5 separate regions of the Mus musculus genome follow, and all the other regions are linked to region 5. A link is a contact called in public promoter capture Hi-C data. All regions are on one chromosome and are shown on one strand. Each heading gives the region's core, a stretch centred on a gene start, on an enhancer-like site or on the middle of the called end of the contact. The rest is flanking DNA. Distances are from core to core; before and after follow the strand shown. Region 1 holds the start of Ube2j1 (ubiquitin-conjugating enzyme E2J 1). Region 2 holds the start of Rragd (Ras-related GTP binding D). Region 3 holds the start of Lyrm2 (LYR motif containing 2). Region 4 holds the start of Pm20d2 (peptidase M20 domain containing 2). Region 5 holds the start of Smim8 (small integral membrane protein 8).

Region 1 (2,700 bases), core at 33-2,532, 1.7 Mb before region 5:
GAAAATTAATCTTTCCGACCCAGTTAACAGTCAAGCAATTAGTAACTTTTAGCATTTACTCCTTTTTTAAAAAAAAATCATATTTACCCTCTCTGTACATGTTTATATTTAGAAAAAAATTAAGAGTTGACTTTTCTCTTGCAGTGATTATAATTAAGCTTTGCCATGGGCCCATAACTCAATGCCGGATTTGTTGCTGTCTTTTACCTAAGGAAGAGCCCCCAAGGACGAGGTGATGTGGCTTCAAGAATAAAATAAAAGAGAAACATCCTTATCTCCATTGTTGGGAGGAAGAGGAGAGCCTCAGGGCAAAGTGCCTTCCGAGTCTGGCTGGCGGGCGGATGGGAACGACTACACCCCCTCGGCAGGCCTGGTCATGGGGCCGGTCGGAGCAGCGCAGGTTGCTGGATGCTAAATTTGAGGACTGAACACAAAGAATGAAAGCTTAATGGAGAAGCACATTGAAGCTCGGTTTTGCTTGCTTCTCTATTCTTCAGATTATCACCGTACTATTCAGAAAACATCGCCTTTAATGGCTTAGAAGATGCCACTTAAATCTTTTTTTTTTCCCTCCTCCTTCAGACGGCTGGGAAAAATTACTGACATTCCCACAAACACATTTGACAATGTTAAACAAGAACACTAATCTGTCTAATTGGTTAATCTTCATTCCACCTATAACCTTCTCTAATCTCCGCTGGCTCCCTCCCTTTTTTGAGGCCCTTTTATCTCGGTAAGCCGTCCGAACCAGAACCTTACTTTCTCTGTCCTCCATGATCCGAAAAGACAAACGCACCGCATCTCTTTCAGACCGACCTGTCCCATTTATGCGTTTTTATTAACATTCCAGGCGACCCCTTGGTTTTATTTCTGGGAGGTTCTGATGCACCCCGAAAAACGCTGCCTTAGCTAACCGCACCGCGGAGCTAGGGGCCACTCCCGTCCATCGCACCGAGGCCAACTGCGGGCTCGGAGAAGCGCACATCACGGCGCCGCAGTCCCAGGCCGCGCTCGCCCGCCCGCCGCTCCGGGCTGCGCCGTTCCTCCGAGCTCCCTGCGAGCTCCGCGGGAACCCCTGAAGGGCCCGCGGCGAGTCGGTCTCCCGGGCTGGGCCGAGGGGACGACGAGGGTGCCGCCCGTCTCCCCAGGGCTGCCGGGCGGGCGGGATTCGCGGGACCGCCGCTGCCGAGTGACCGACCGCCACGAAGCGCCCGCCACGTCAGGCCGACTTCACAGACCCGGCGCCGGCGGTGACGCAGCGGCGCGTCAGCCGGGACGTCAGTCCCGCAGGCCGTCCGCAGCCCGGCGCCCCGTTCGGCGACGCCCCGGCGCCCGGCCGGCCCTCAGGGAGGCGGACCCCGCGGCACGCACCTCGCCCGCGGTCGGGCTGGACTGGGCGGTGTCAGCGGAGGCCCTCGCTAGGCGCGTCCGCCGCGCGAGACCCGGGCAGCTGCGGCGCCGACGAGAGCGGCAGCGGGGACGTCCGCCATGGAGACCCGCTACAACCTGAAGAGCCCGGGTGAGCCGGGCTGGGGCGGCGGGCGGGCGGACGGGCGGGGGACCCGGGACTCAGAGCGCGGCGCCTCGGCCCGCTCGTGTCCGCCGGCCCTCGCGGCTGCTCCGGGCTCGCGCTTTACGCGAGGCCGCGGCCGGTCCGGGGGTGCAGGCCGCAGAGCGGGCGGCCGCTGCGGATCCCCCGATGCGCTGGCGCTCCTCCGCTCCTGGCCTCTTCCTCCCGGTGTCTGCGGAGCGAAGCAGGAGACAGCCGAGCCAAGGGCAGGTGCGAAGGCGACGACGGTCCGCACTACTGACCATCCCTGGCCGCATCTGCGTCCTTCGTGTCCCCTCCGCCTCTGCCGACGAACTTTTGTTAGGTGTTTGACTCACATTTGAAATATCCCATTTTTATTGTGGTTGAAATATCCAATTTCAGTATTTGGGGGAGAATTTATAGACGTAGAAAAAAAAAATATGTCCTGTAGCTAAACTAGTTGAGCTGTGCACTTGGGAATTAACCATGATTTGGGGGGGTTGATTGCTACTTTGAATTTCTTTCCTTCAGTTAATGCCCTCAGACAATCCTGGCCTCCAGTTATTTTCTGGTGCACTAAAAACAATGCCAAAAACAAAAAACAAAAAACCCATTATCAGTTGTCATATCTTTTAAGGCAGACGTAGCACAAATTACTGGAGCCTAAAAAATGTACTTTGATAATTTGTCAGGGGGAAAAAACTCCTCCCTGTTAGCTCTGAATAATAAGCCTCAGGGTATTGATGATCATTGAACTAGAACTCTCGTCACCGTTTGTTTTCTTTCCCACACTGCTTCTTAGTTTGGACTTAAGTCTGATATCTTTATGGGAAAGAGTTGGTATTGTGAATCTTTTTAAAAATATATATATATTTTAAATTTTTAGAATATATAAAGGAAAAGCCAGAGAATATTGGCTGAACAGAATGTTGTTAGCTTGAATGCTGATAAGTAAGTGGCCTTAGGGACCAGATGTAGAATTAGTCATTTCTACGGTGTTTGTTTAAAATTTGACCACGCCTGTGTAAGAATTATATGGCTGAATTTTAATGGGACATGTCTCTGTCTTCAGCCCATCACTTAAAACCTGAAGAGTTAAAAAAGGTCAGAGAAAGTAGAAATGCCTGGATTTTACCATTTTGATGCCAGAATGATTAAATTAGTTGGAA
Region 2 (2,700 bases), core at 24-2,523, 1.8 Mb before region 5:
CCTTTGCCCACGGGTTTCTGGGTGTGTTGGACCAATGGCAGTCATTCCCAGGAGACCACACAGAGATAGGAAGAAGGAAAGCAGCCAGGGCCCTCTTCTGTTATCTGCTTGGCCAGAGGGTGGGGAGGGTGGGGGCGGGGATGTGGGGTGGTGTGGGGGTGCTGCTACCTGGCTGCTCTACAGAACTGGCTCCCTTCACTTCCTCCCACTAAATTTGGAGGTGGTGTGAGCTTCCCACCTGATAATCTTTGACTGTACTCCCTAAATTCTGCTGCTTATATATCTGCAAAACTGTTTCTTCGCTCAAAAGCCTTTTTCAGTTCACATCTTTGTATGTGGCATAGGAACGACCTTGACCATGCAGACAAGAGTTCTACTGCCTCTCCTTGGAGAAGCTTTCCTGTTGAAAGCAGCCACCCAGTTAGAAGAAATCCAGGACATGCGTCACGGATTAGTAACCCTATTCCTACCCAGATTTTTCCGAGGACCCCTAGGAAGCCCTGTCCCGGGCCGCAAGTGTCCAGGCTGAGCTGCCTTTCTCCCCACCTGCTGAGCTGCTGGCACCTGCAGGATCCGGATCACCTTGCTGGCCCGCTGTTTAACTGAAGGAAGTTTATGCACGTGACTTTCTCCTCTCTCTCTCTCTCTCTCTCTCTCTCTCTCTCTCTCTCTCTCTCTCTCTCTCCCTCTCTCTCTCTCCCTCTCTCTCTCCCTCTCCCCCTCCCTCCCTCCCTCCTCTTCTCTCCCTCACCCCCCACCCCAGAAAAGGGTGCTCACACTGTGCTGAGCAGCTGGCGAAGGAGGAGAGCACCTCCTCATCCCACATCGCTTCTATTCCAATCTGAGAGCTGCCCCTCACCTCCCACAAAAGCCCTAAAACACGTGGGACTACACCAATGAGACAATAGCAGTTGGGGCATAAGAAGCCCCGAGGGCGTTATACACTTTAGGTTTTCCCGAAGGTTGCAAAGGAATCATTTAGTATAGCATGTTTATATATAAATCACGAGACATGTGACTTCTCCGGAAACATGTCTACGTAGACCACAGTTTGGAGTATTCTTGCTGGGAAATCCTTTGAACTAAAAGGCACTTTAGGAGGCAGCTGCTATGGAAACTACCCCACCACTGTGCACTTCTCCCAGCTCCCGCAGGCTGGAGTGGCGGTGGGGGTGGGGCCTGAGTACCGCACAGTTGAGGGGCAGCCTAGTGGGGGTGGGGTAGACTGGGGTGGGGTGGAGGTGGGTGGGGTGGAGGTGGGTAGGGTGTGGGTAGAAAGCCTGAAGACCGCAGCACAAGCCAGGGGCACTGCAGAAAGCAGGCGGCAGGGTCCGGGTGGTCCCCGGGCCACGCTTGCAGAGAAAGCGAGCAGAAGTCCCCGAGGGCGGTGGCCAGTGCGCTCTGGACACCCGAATTCTCTCTAGGGGGAGAACGTGTGTGGCCGAGCAAGCGGTGGCTGCGGCCGGCGAGCGCGCGCCCGGTGGTGCTGCGTGTGTGTGTGTGTGTGTGTGTGTGTGTGTGTGTGTGTGTGTGTGTGTGACAAGCGTCAGGTGACTCGGGTCACGCAGTCACTCCCTCGCGCTCCCGGGGAGAACTGCCGCGCTCCGGCTGGCTTCTCGGGCAGCAGCGGCAGGGAGGGGGCTGGGCTCCACTGCCACCCCCTTGCTCACCAGGCGCGGCCCCAGGGCGCTGCGGGCCACTCGGCCCACGCGGGACCTTGGAGGCAAGCGTGGGCGTGATGAGCCAAGTGCTGGGCAAGCCGCAGCCGCAGGGTGAGGACGGCGGCGAGGACGAGGAGGAGGATGAGCTGGTGGGGCTGGCGGGCTACGAGGATGGGCCCGAGTCCTCGGACGCCGAGCTGGACAGCGGGCCGGAGGAGGGAGGTGAGCCAACCGGCCGAGCGCTCGCGGTCCCCGCCCTGGGAGCGATGTGTGTGTGTGTGTTGGGGGTGGGGGGGATGCGGGACGCGCGGGTCCGGGGCGCTGCGGTGGGGGAGGGGAGCGGCCGGGCTGCAGACGGCGGCGGGGAGCAGGGTCGGATGTCGAGCTAAAAGAAGCAGCTGGCGGCAGCGTGCCGGCTGGGTCGCCCACAGCTGCGCGTGTCATTCTTCCCCGCCGTGGCCGCGGGAGGGTCTGCGGCGTGGGACCGGGGCGCTGGGGCGGGGCCCGCGCTGCAGGTGGTATCCGCGTCTCCCGGGAGACCGCGGGGTTCTAGGTCCCCAGACACCCTGAATGCATCTCGTGTCGCACCCGGGGGTGGGCGCCTGGCGAGCAATCCTTGGCCGCTGAAGCCAACTGTTTGTTGTTGCCGAAGGAGCTGAAGTTAGCCTTTCGGATTGGGGGCTGCTTGCATTTCATTCCCGGGACACAACAAAGAAGTTGAGTTTAGGATTCCAGAATGTTTTTCTTTAATTTAAAAAAATTTTTTTTCCCCACAAAAGCGGAAGGTCACTTTAAAAGGTCAGTTGAACGGGGCTGTTAACGTTCTCCGAGTTGTAAATATCCCAGAGAAAGGATTAATCTCTTTAGTGTCTCACACTAAAGAAACCGAGGAATGAAAGTACCCGTGACAGGAGTTTTAAGAACTTTTATTGAGAATCTATCGAACGGAACTTAAAATTCTCTCTACAAAGCCTTTCTCGGAAGACAGTTTTGATTTTGCGTCTGGCAGGTACTTCAGTGAATCAGAAAGGGAATACAG
Region 3 (2,700 bases), core at 48-2,547, 2.0 Mb before region 5:
ACGCTGAGCTTTGGCGCTGAGAGTTATTTGAGGCAAGAACCTACTCTCAGTCAATTAAGTAACACTGCATTGACCTTCAAAGCTTTCCTACTCAAAGTATAAATCTTTGAGACAGGGAGTATATATCTATATGACAACATTGCCTGTGGCTAACATGAGTGTAGAGAAAAGAATGTACAAAATACCTGTTCTCGGTGCCCAATTTAGACCCAGCACTAATTATGAATCTTATAAATATCCCCAGGTGATGTGGAAATTAGCTCAGTGCCTTTCCAAGGGTCATAGAAAATATCCTAACAAGAAACTACTGGATCTGCCAGAACAACAACATAAAAAGCAAAATTTATAGCTTGATACCTGGCCGAGATAAAACAAGACTGATCGAATTATTTAGACAATAAAAGACCCTGCATTCAAAAAGATTACTACAATGACCTGAGAAAGTCATGAATTATTTAATAAATGATCTTGAATTTTTAGTCTAGTGGCTGGAAAAGAACTTAGATCCATAGTGTGTCATAAATGAAAATAACTTACGTGGAGTAAATATAAAACTGATCATAATAATACACTTTTACAACAGCTGTGAGTAGAAGACAATATTGTAAAGTCTCAAAAGAAACAAATATGTTAGCCGGGCATGGTGGCGCACGCCTTTAATCCCAGCACTTGGGAGGCAGAGGCAGGCGGATTTCTGAGTTTGAGGTCAGCCTGGTCTACAGAGCGAGTTCCAGGACAGCCAGGGCTACACAGAGAAACCCTGTCTCGAAAAACCAAAAAAAGAAACAAATATGTTAATGTAGAGTTAAAGCTCTCTATATAAAGAAATTATCCAAGGGCCATTGAAATGGCTCAGACATTAAAGGTGCTTTGCCCCAAACCTGATGATACAGGTTTGATCCCCAACGTCCCATGTTAGAGAAAAATTGAAAAACCAAAACAAAACACGAGAAGCAGATTCAATAACCTGACTTCTGGGTATGTGATGTGGGGGACAAAAACAAAAAAGCGAGAGGGCACACGAGTAGGGAAAGCGCACGGAGTCGCAACGATCGAGGCGACCTGCGTGCTGTAGGATAAAGTGTAGAGAAAAAGAGAAGCTTCCAGGATGCAAACGGAATTTGCCAGCATAATGGCGGTCTTCTCAGTTATACACAGCAAGGGTGCTCAAAAGGCACACATTTTCTCCCCTCCCGTAAAAGCGACCGAGCTCCTGGGTTCTCCGCGGAAAACCCAGGACTCGCGCATCCGTCTCCTCCTTCCGCTTCCGTGACCAGGGTGCCCGAGGGCCACTTCCGCTCCTGAGCCGCAGCAGCTTCCGTGGGCAACATGGCGGCATCCCGCTTGCCTCCCGCAGCCCTGACGCTGAAGCAGGTACTGCTGATCTCTCAGCCCCGCGGAGGTGTCCTGTGTGGTCGCGCTCCCCCTGCGACCTGGCTCGCCGCGGCCACCGCGGGCCTCGGCCGACAGCCTCAGCCTCCCGAGGGCGGAGCTGCTAGGCGTGCCCCGCCCTCGCAAGCCGCCCGCCCGCCGGTCCGCAAGGATTCTCTCTTGTTCTGTTTGCTAGCGAGGACCAAAGGGCTATTTCTGCTTGCTGAGTGGAGCCGGCTGGTTTGTGGTAACTTGTCTTTCTCCTTCCCTTGAGCAGTTCATGAGAAGGCAGCAAGTTCTCCTCCTCTACAGAAAGATTTTGCGAGCGATTAGGCAAGTTCCAAGTGATTCTGACCGAAAATACCTTCAGGATTGGGCCAGGGAAGAATTTAAAAGAAACAAAAGTGCCACAGAAGAGGTGAGAGCAAGACCACGCTGGGGCCACGGCTCCTTTGTCCCATTGTATCACTGAGCTTGTGAAGTTTAGCGAACACCTTGGAATATGCCACAGAGAATTTGCTCACTGCCCACTGGGTATTTTACATTTGTTTTGCAGCACATCTGGCTTTGTATTGTGTAGCCTAGCGTCCAGCTTTCCACTTCACACTACTGTTTTTTTTTGGGGGGGGGGGGTGGATGGGGGGAGTGCCTTTTGGTGACAGGATTGAATGTAGTGCCTTGGGCATTGGTAAGCCCACAGCTACAACCTGTAACAGCCACTGTTGGTTCTTGACTGTACCAGATACAATAATAGAACTTTGCCGTGGTTAAGCTGGTAAAACAATGACTAGATTGTCCTTTCCTCCACAGGATACAATCCGAATGATGATAACCCAAGGCAATATGCAGCTAAAGGAACTAGAAAGGACGCTTGCCTTAGCCAACTCGTAACTGGAAGATTTTTCATGTGTTTTGCACAGGCTCCGAGCCACTGTCATAGAGCACCCAAAAAGGTGATAATCACTCTGATCAAGAATATAAGTGAAGCGTGTTAATATTTCCACTACAGTCCGTGGCTGTAATAATTAAACGTGAACTAATGTCAAGATGAGAGGTTGGAATCCTCAATTGCTCAGAGGGAAGGTGAAATGGCAGCCCCTTTGAAAAACAGACGACTAGTTAGCAATTCTTAGAAAGGCAATGAGGACAGGGCTGGTAAAGATAGCTCCTCATGAAGACTCTTGCTGCCAAGGACAGAAGTTTGGTCCCTGTGACACTCATATCGTGGAAAAAAAAAAAAAACCACTCCAGAAAGTTGCCCTCCGACCTCCACACAGGCACTGTGGCACACAAACCAAAATGAGTGTATGTTGTGATGTGATCACAAGC
Region 4 (2,700 bases), core at 188-2,687, 1.6 Mb before region 5:
TGCACCACCACTCCTGGCCGCTAAGCCTCTCTGAATCTACTGGGCTCATTGCCAACCGCTGAGAACTTTCCTAAGTCGGTCCAGGGTCTCACGGCCCTCCTCCCCAAACAACACAGAAACCTAGAGGCCACAAGAGATAAATTGTTTGTTGCAGAGGATTACATTACTGCCACTGGCGGGTGAGCCGAGCTGAGTTGTGACATATAACCTTGCTCACAGAATTAAATACACTATCCTAAAGAGTAAACACAAGATCGGACCTGCCCAAGACAGACATGCACGACATTTTCCTGCTTAAAGAACCGAGACGCCTGTTTAATATGAAATAAAATGTACACTTAAATATGAACCTATCTACGTAGTAAATGTTTTGTTAGCTTCTCCGTTAGTTCTGCTCTTTAGTGGTTTGGCAGCCTGGTAGTTCTAAACACTGAAATTTACTATACAAATACCAATTATTCAAATCAAAATCTTTTGTTTGTTAAGTCTCCATTTATTTCCTCCAGATAGCACACGACCCAATGAGCAAACTGCAGCTGTCTGCCACCAAAAATAACCGGTCTGGTACTCCGACTGGTCTGGCACTCCGGGCTGGATCCGGCACGCCCCGCGCTGGCCCGGAGTGGCTCACCTTGACCGGCGGCGGCGCAGCGATGCTCTCCAGCGCAGCCCGCAGGCCGAGCGCCGCAGCCACCCCGACCTCGGCGATGAGGTTGTGGCCGCAGGCGTGGCCCAGGGCTGGCAGCGCGTCGTACTCGCACAGGAAGGCCACCTGCAGCGCGCGGGGCCCCGCCGCGGACTCCGGCGGCGCCCACTCGGCACGGAAGGCGGTGGGGAGCCCGAAGTGCGGCTGCACCGCCCACGAGGCGGCCGGCGGCTCGCACTCGAAGAAGCGCGTGAGCTCGCCGTGCGCGCGGTGCTCTTCGTAGGCCAGCTCGGGCGCGCTCCAGATGGCGCGGCTCAGCGCGCCCAGGCGCTCGGCCGCCTCGTCGATGCGCTCGGCCGCTCGCCGTTTCAGCAGCTCCAGCTCGGCGGCGCTGCTCGTGCCGGGCTCGGCCGGCCGCTCCACCACCGGACCCATGGCGCGGGCGTGCTGCGGTCTCTCCTCGTCCGCCCTCTGCGAGGCTCGGCGGCGCTCGGCTGTCTTATCTGACTTCGGCAACGCTCGGCGCCGCTCGGCAGTCCTTGCCAGTCCTATGCAACGCTCGGCGGCACCTTGGCAGCGCTTGGCCGCCCTTGGCAACGCTTAGCTGTCCTTGGCAGCCCTCCGCAAGGCTAGGCGCCTCGGCAGCCCTTGGCAGTCCGCACCGCTCGGCTGTCCTAATCAGTCCTCGGCCGCCCTCGGCGGCTTCGGCGACCAGCGCCCCGCGCTCGCCCACCGTACAGCACCACCCTAACTCTAACTTAACCCCCCACCCCCCAGGTCAGGAGTTGCCCTGTAGCTCCGCCCTCAAGGCTCGGCCTGGAGCTGGGGCGCCAACTCCTAAGAAGAGGAATTGTATAGGACAAGTTTTATCCAAAATTTTGATTGACAAGCCCAAGTAACATGATTTGCACAGCTTGTGTTCATAACGGGTCTAAAGTTACCCGATGAGGAAATTCAAGAAGTCATACTCTCCTTTTCCTCCAGAGTGATACAAGTTCAAAATTGTTATTGATGATACACACCTAATAATTAGTAGTCTGAGGTTTTCTTGTATTAAAAGCTTCTGCGTGTTCTTCCTATTCTACCCTCTCTTAAATTGCCACAACTAGGTCAAATAAGATACCATATATATATATATATATATATATATATATATATATATATATATATATATGATTTTTTTAAGGAGTGCACGCCTTTAATCCCAAGCATTTGGGAGGCAGAGGCAGGTGGATCTCTGAGTTCGAGGCCAGCTTGGTCTACAAAGTGAGTTCCAGGACAGCCAGGGCTATACAGAGTAAACTCGAGGGAAGTGGAAGGAATGAAGAGAAGAAAAAGGCAGACTGTAATCAATTTTTACTAGTTTATACCCTAAAACGCCAGAGTCCAGGTCACACTCTAACGTGAAAAAAACTGTCCTTAGTTAACACCCTAACCGAATGAAACTTTTCCCTAAACACAATAAATGTGATATAAATTCATGAATGGACTCACTTTCCTTTTTTAAAACTTTTTTTAACATTTTTTTGTGTTATTTTGTTTGTTTTGTCTGAATGTATGCGTGCACACCGAGTCTGGTGCCTGAGGAGGTCAGAAGAGGGCGTCAGATCGCCTGAAACGAGTTACACATGATTGCGAGCCACCCTCTGGGTGAATGGGAACTGAACCCTGGTCCTCCAGCCCCACCGTCATTTTCTTAACTTTACTCTTGTAACTCCTTTACAGGAGTCCTCCAGCATCTATGAGACTCCAGATTATTTTGCTCAGTGAACTGGCTAAAAGCCAGAATAATGTCAAAATAATAAGATCACTCACTCTGCACCAAGTGCTTTTCTGGATGTTTTAAATGTTAATACCTATTTCTCATCCCAACCTATGAGGTTTTTAGTGTGACTATTATCTTCAAATTACAGATGGGCATCCAAGATTATACAACTCACTAAGTACTGGGCACAGATTTCCACAAAAGACAACATCTAACCACTACACTTGATTGCTTGTGACATCTGAATTCACAAATCATCTATTTATATCACAATGGACACAATCATTCA
Region 5 (2,700 bases), core at 82-2,581:
GTAAGTCCCAGGTCCCAGTGAGAAACTCTGTCTCAGAAAACAAGGTACGTGGCCCTTGAGGAACATCATCAGGCTGACCTCTGGCTTCTACACACATACTGCACATGTGTGCATGTGAACGAATGAACTATCCGTGTCTGTACACACCAAATTCACTAGAACAAGATTGGCATAGCTACCTATATTATATTGTATGGGGAAGTATGAAGATATAAACAATGAGAACTGGTTTAGGAAAAGCACTCTATTTTCAAATATATAGAGAACTGCCTCAAATGGACCAAACATTCAACGATAGTATAGATACTCTTGTTATTATGTTTCACATACTATACTCTTTTAGTGCTTAAGAAAGTAAAAGTCCGGAGTAGGACACCTTCAATAGTTTAGATTAATATGAGAAACTTTGAGAAAGAATCAGGGCTTTATAGCTTGAGGGAACTAAGTAAGCTTAATCTCAACTCTGGTGCTTCTAAAGGAATTTTTTTTTTTTTTTTTGAGTAAGTGACAACTCTGATTCCACCTTAATAAAAGGAATGATATTATACACTGCAATATTACAGATGTGTATTTAACATTGTTAACATTCTTAAAAGGAAAGATGTTAACAAAATAGCGGTCATCCTACAGATAGTGTGCAACCTTCCTACCTTCGATGCCTTTTCACTACTAGGGTAGGATAATCCAATTCTTCCCATTGTAGTGGACTCCTATTCCATCAGCATCTTTTTCCAAAACTGATTTTTGAGGAAAGTGTTTTGCATTTATAAAGTACTACCAGACGCAGGACCCTAAGATAAGCCCAGCACTAGAGAGGCAGAGGCAGGCGGATCTCTCTGAGCTCCAGGCCAGCTTTGTCTACAGAACGAGTTCCAAGACAGCCAGCCCCCTGTCTCACAGTGGGGAAATGAGATCGCTTAGATTTTAAAAAATAAACTCTATCGTTTTTACTGTAAAATATAACTTTAAAGTGAAAAAAGAAAAACACCACACACAAAACCCACTTTCCACCTCGTAATTTACCCCACTCATGGATTGGGGAAAGAGTGTCACTGTGGCAAGGACCTGAAGGCTGTAAAGCTTTTCAGACCGCGGTCAGATACCCAGGCTCCTACGGAGCTCAGTATAAATCTTCATAAACAAGTGTGAAAACTTGTGTGGTCGGCGGGCAGGCTTCCCGGCAACCTACCCTAGCATCTTCTGCAAACCACAACCCTCCCCTTCGAGGGCTGGCGGAGCCTGACCTTGGGCAATTGGGAAGCCGGGGAAGCTTCAGCTCGGACGCCGCCAGGCTCAGAGACTTCCGGCGTCCCGTGCGAACGCCCGCTGCTGGACTTTCCTTCCGGTTCGCCCGGTGCGCGCCCAACCAGTGCGCGTTCCCGCCGGGGCTCTAAGAGCCGCACCACAGCGCCATCTATGCTCCGGAGGCCGTAGAGCAGGGGTCCGGGCCGAGCCCTGGCATTGGAACTGCAGGAGCCCTTGGCTTTGGAACCCAGATGAGCAGTCTGGTTTGATTTCTTGGGGCCTTTGACTTTCAGCCTCTCACATTCAAATAAGCTTTCGTTTCGTGGGTTTCATGTATATTTATATAAAGAGATATCCAGAATTGGAAATGGGACCTAATGGCACTTAATGGAAATGGAAAGATTCAGGCTAGAATCCAGCTGCCTCCAAGAGAAGGAAGTGCAGTATCGCCAAAAAGGAGTCTGGGGCTTTATAGGGTGCTTTTAGTTGAGCAGTGGTGTGGCAGAAGAGCTTTAAGAGAAAAGGGACTGGAATTAGAAGTTTTACATGTGGTGGTGAAGGGTTCGAGTCTTTAGAACCGGGACTGTGGTCAGTCTAGCCGTTCTGAGACAGGGATCATCTACCATCACTTGTGTAAAAAAAAAAAAAAAAAAACACATTCAAATTGATCAGAGATTACTAATCAGAGTTTCCCAAATTAGATCTCCAGGGGTTAAAGAGACTTCTCACGGGATCTCTGATAGCACTGACGATTTTGTTTTTCACATAGATATTAATAGTTCGCTTATATTTAATTTCAAAAATCATACATTATCAGTATTTTCTCAAACACGGGTTTTTTTTTTTTAAGTAATATAAGTCCTAGCCTTATTTTACGAGGACATCAAGCCAAAGTATATGATATAATTAATGGATTATCAGTTGACAAATGTGAACATTGTTTGTGGTAATTTTCAAAACCAATCCTACTCTCTCTTTTCTATGGCCTCCCATCCTGACTCCTGAGTTGTCCTGTGAAGGCTAAAGGTATATTTTAAGTTTAAATTATTGTGTGCTTTAGGCATAAAACAGAAATGTCTCTAAACTGTAAGCCCCTCTTGGCAAGAACAGATAGCTTCTTGGAATGCTGGGAGCTGTTGCTCCTGTAAGACAACAAGCCACTTGTTTTCACTTCTGTAAACAAGGCTGGTTGTCTCAGCTGCACAGGATGTGCACACATAGGTGGGAGGTGTAGGCAGGAAATATGTCAGGATGTATACTTGCCCCTGATTACATAAAAGTGGGATGTATATAGCCTTGTCAGTTTTGATTGTATACGCTTCTGACTAATGTAATTTGTTACTCTGGGATTCCTGGATATGGCCTTGGGCAGTGTCCCTTGTCCTGGCCAGTATTTAATAAAGCCTGCTTAGCTCAAAAATTGTGATAGTAGTCTTATTCTTGCCTTGTGGGATT

The links. Promoter capture Hi-C pulls out the DNA fragments that hold promoters and counts their contacts.
Region 1: a promoter capture Hi-C map of liver shows a contact between it and region 5, with 4 times the contacts expected there. The contact joins the promoter of Ube2j1 here to the promoter of Smim8 in region 5. A contact is called at or near these places in 2 of 39 promoter capture datasets (both in liver).
Region 2: a contact with region 5 is called in a promoter capture Hi-C map of cranial neural crest. The contact joins the promoter of Rragd here to the promoter of Smim8 in region 5. A contact is called at or near these places in 2 of 39 promoter capture datasets (cranial neural crest and liver).
Region 3: a contact with region 5 is called in a promoter capture Hi-C map of liver, with 3 times the contacts expected there. The contact joins the promoter of Lyrm2 here to the promoter of Smim8 in region 5. A contact is called at or near these places in 3 of 39 promoter capture datasets (cranial neural crest and liver).
Region 4: a contact with region 5 is called in a promoter capture Hi-C map of liver, with 2.1 times the contacts expected there. The contact joins the promoter of Pm20d2 here to the promoter of Smim8 in region 5. A contact is called at or near these places in 2 of 39 promoter capture datasets (both in liver) and 1 of 115 datasets of contacts at active chromatin or transcription factors (astrocytes).

Annotation. Positions count from the first base shown.
Region 1 is chr4:33,030,098-33,032,797 of GRCm38.p6, forward strand. It overlaps Ube2j1 (ubiquitin-conjugating enzyme E2J 1), which reads left to right and starts at 1,283. Exons shown (of 8, transcript NM_019586.4): 1 at 1,283-1,519. The coding sequence starts at 1,489. It overlaps 4933421O10Rik (RIKEN cDNA 4933421O10 gene), which reads right to left and starts at 1,226. Exons shown (of 2, transcript NR_036602.1): 1 at 760-1,226; 2 at 1-424.
Region 2 is chr4:32,981,725-32,984,424 of GRCm38.p6, forward strand. Rragd (Ras-related GTP binding D) reads left to right here and starts at 1,274. Exons shown (of 7, transcript NM_027491.2): 1 at 1,274-1,883. The coding sequence starts at 1,739.
Region 3 is chr4:32,798,962-32,801,661 of GRCm38.p6, forward strand. Lyrm2 (LYR motif containing 2) reads left to right here and starts at 1,298. Exons shown (of 3, transcript NM_175364.4): 1 at 1,298-1,374; 2 at 1,649-1,789; 3 at 2,182-2,700. The coding sequence starts at 1,330. The coding sequence ends at 2,262.
Region 4 is chr4:33,188,300-33,190,999 of GRCm38.p6, forward strand. It overlaps Pm20d2 (peptidase M20 domain containing 2), which reads right to left and starts at 1,438. Exons shown (of 7, transcript NM_001034867.2): 1 at 632-1,438. The coding sequence starts at 1,081.
Region 5 is chr4:34,777,035-34,779,734 of GRCm38.p6, forward strand. Smim8 (small integral membrane protein 8) reads right to left here and starts at 1,332. Exons shown (of 3, transcript NM_001330757.1): 1 at 1,245-1,332.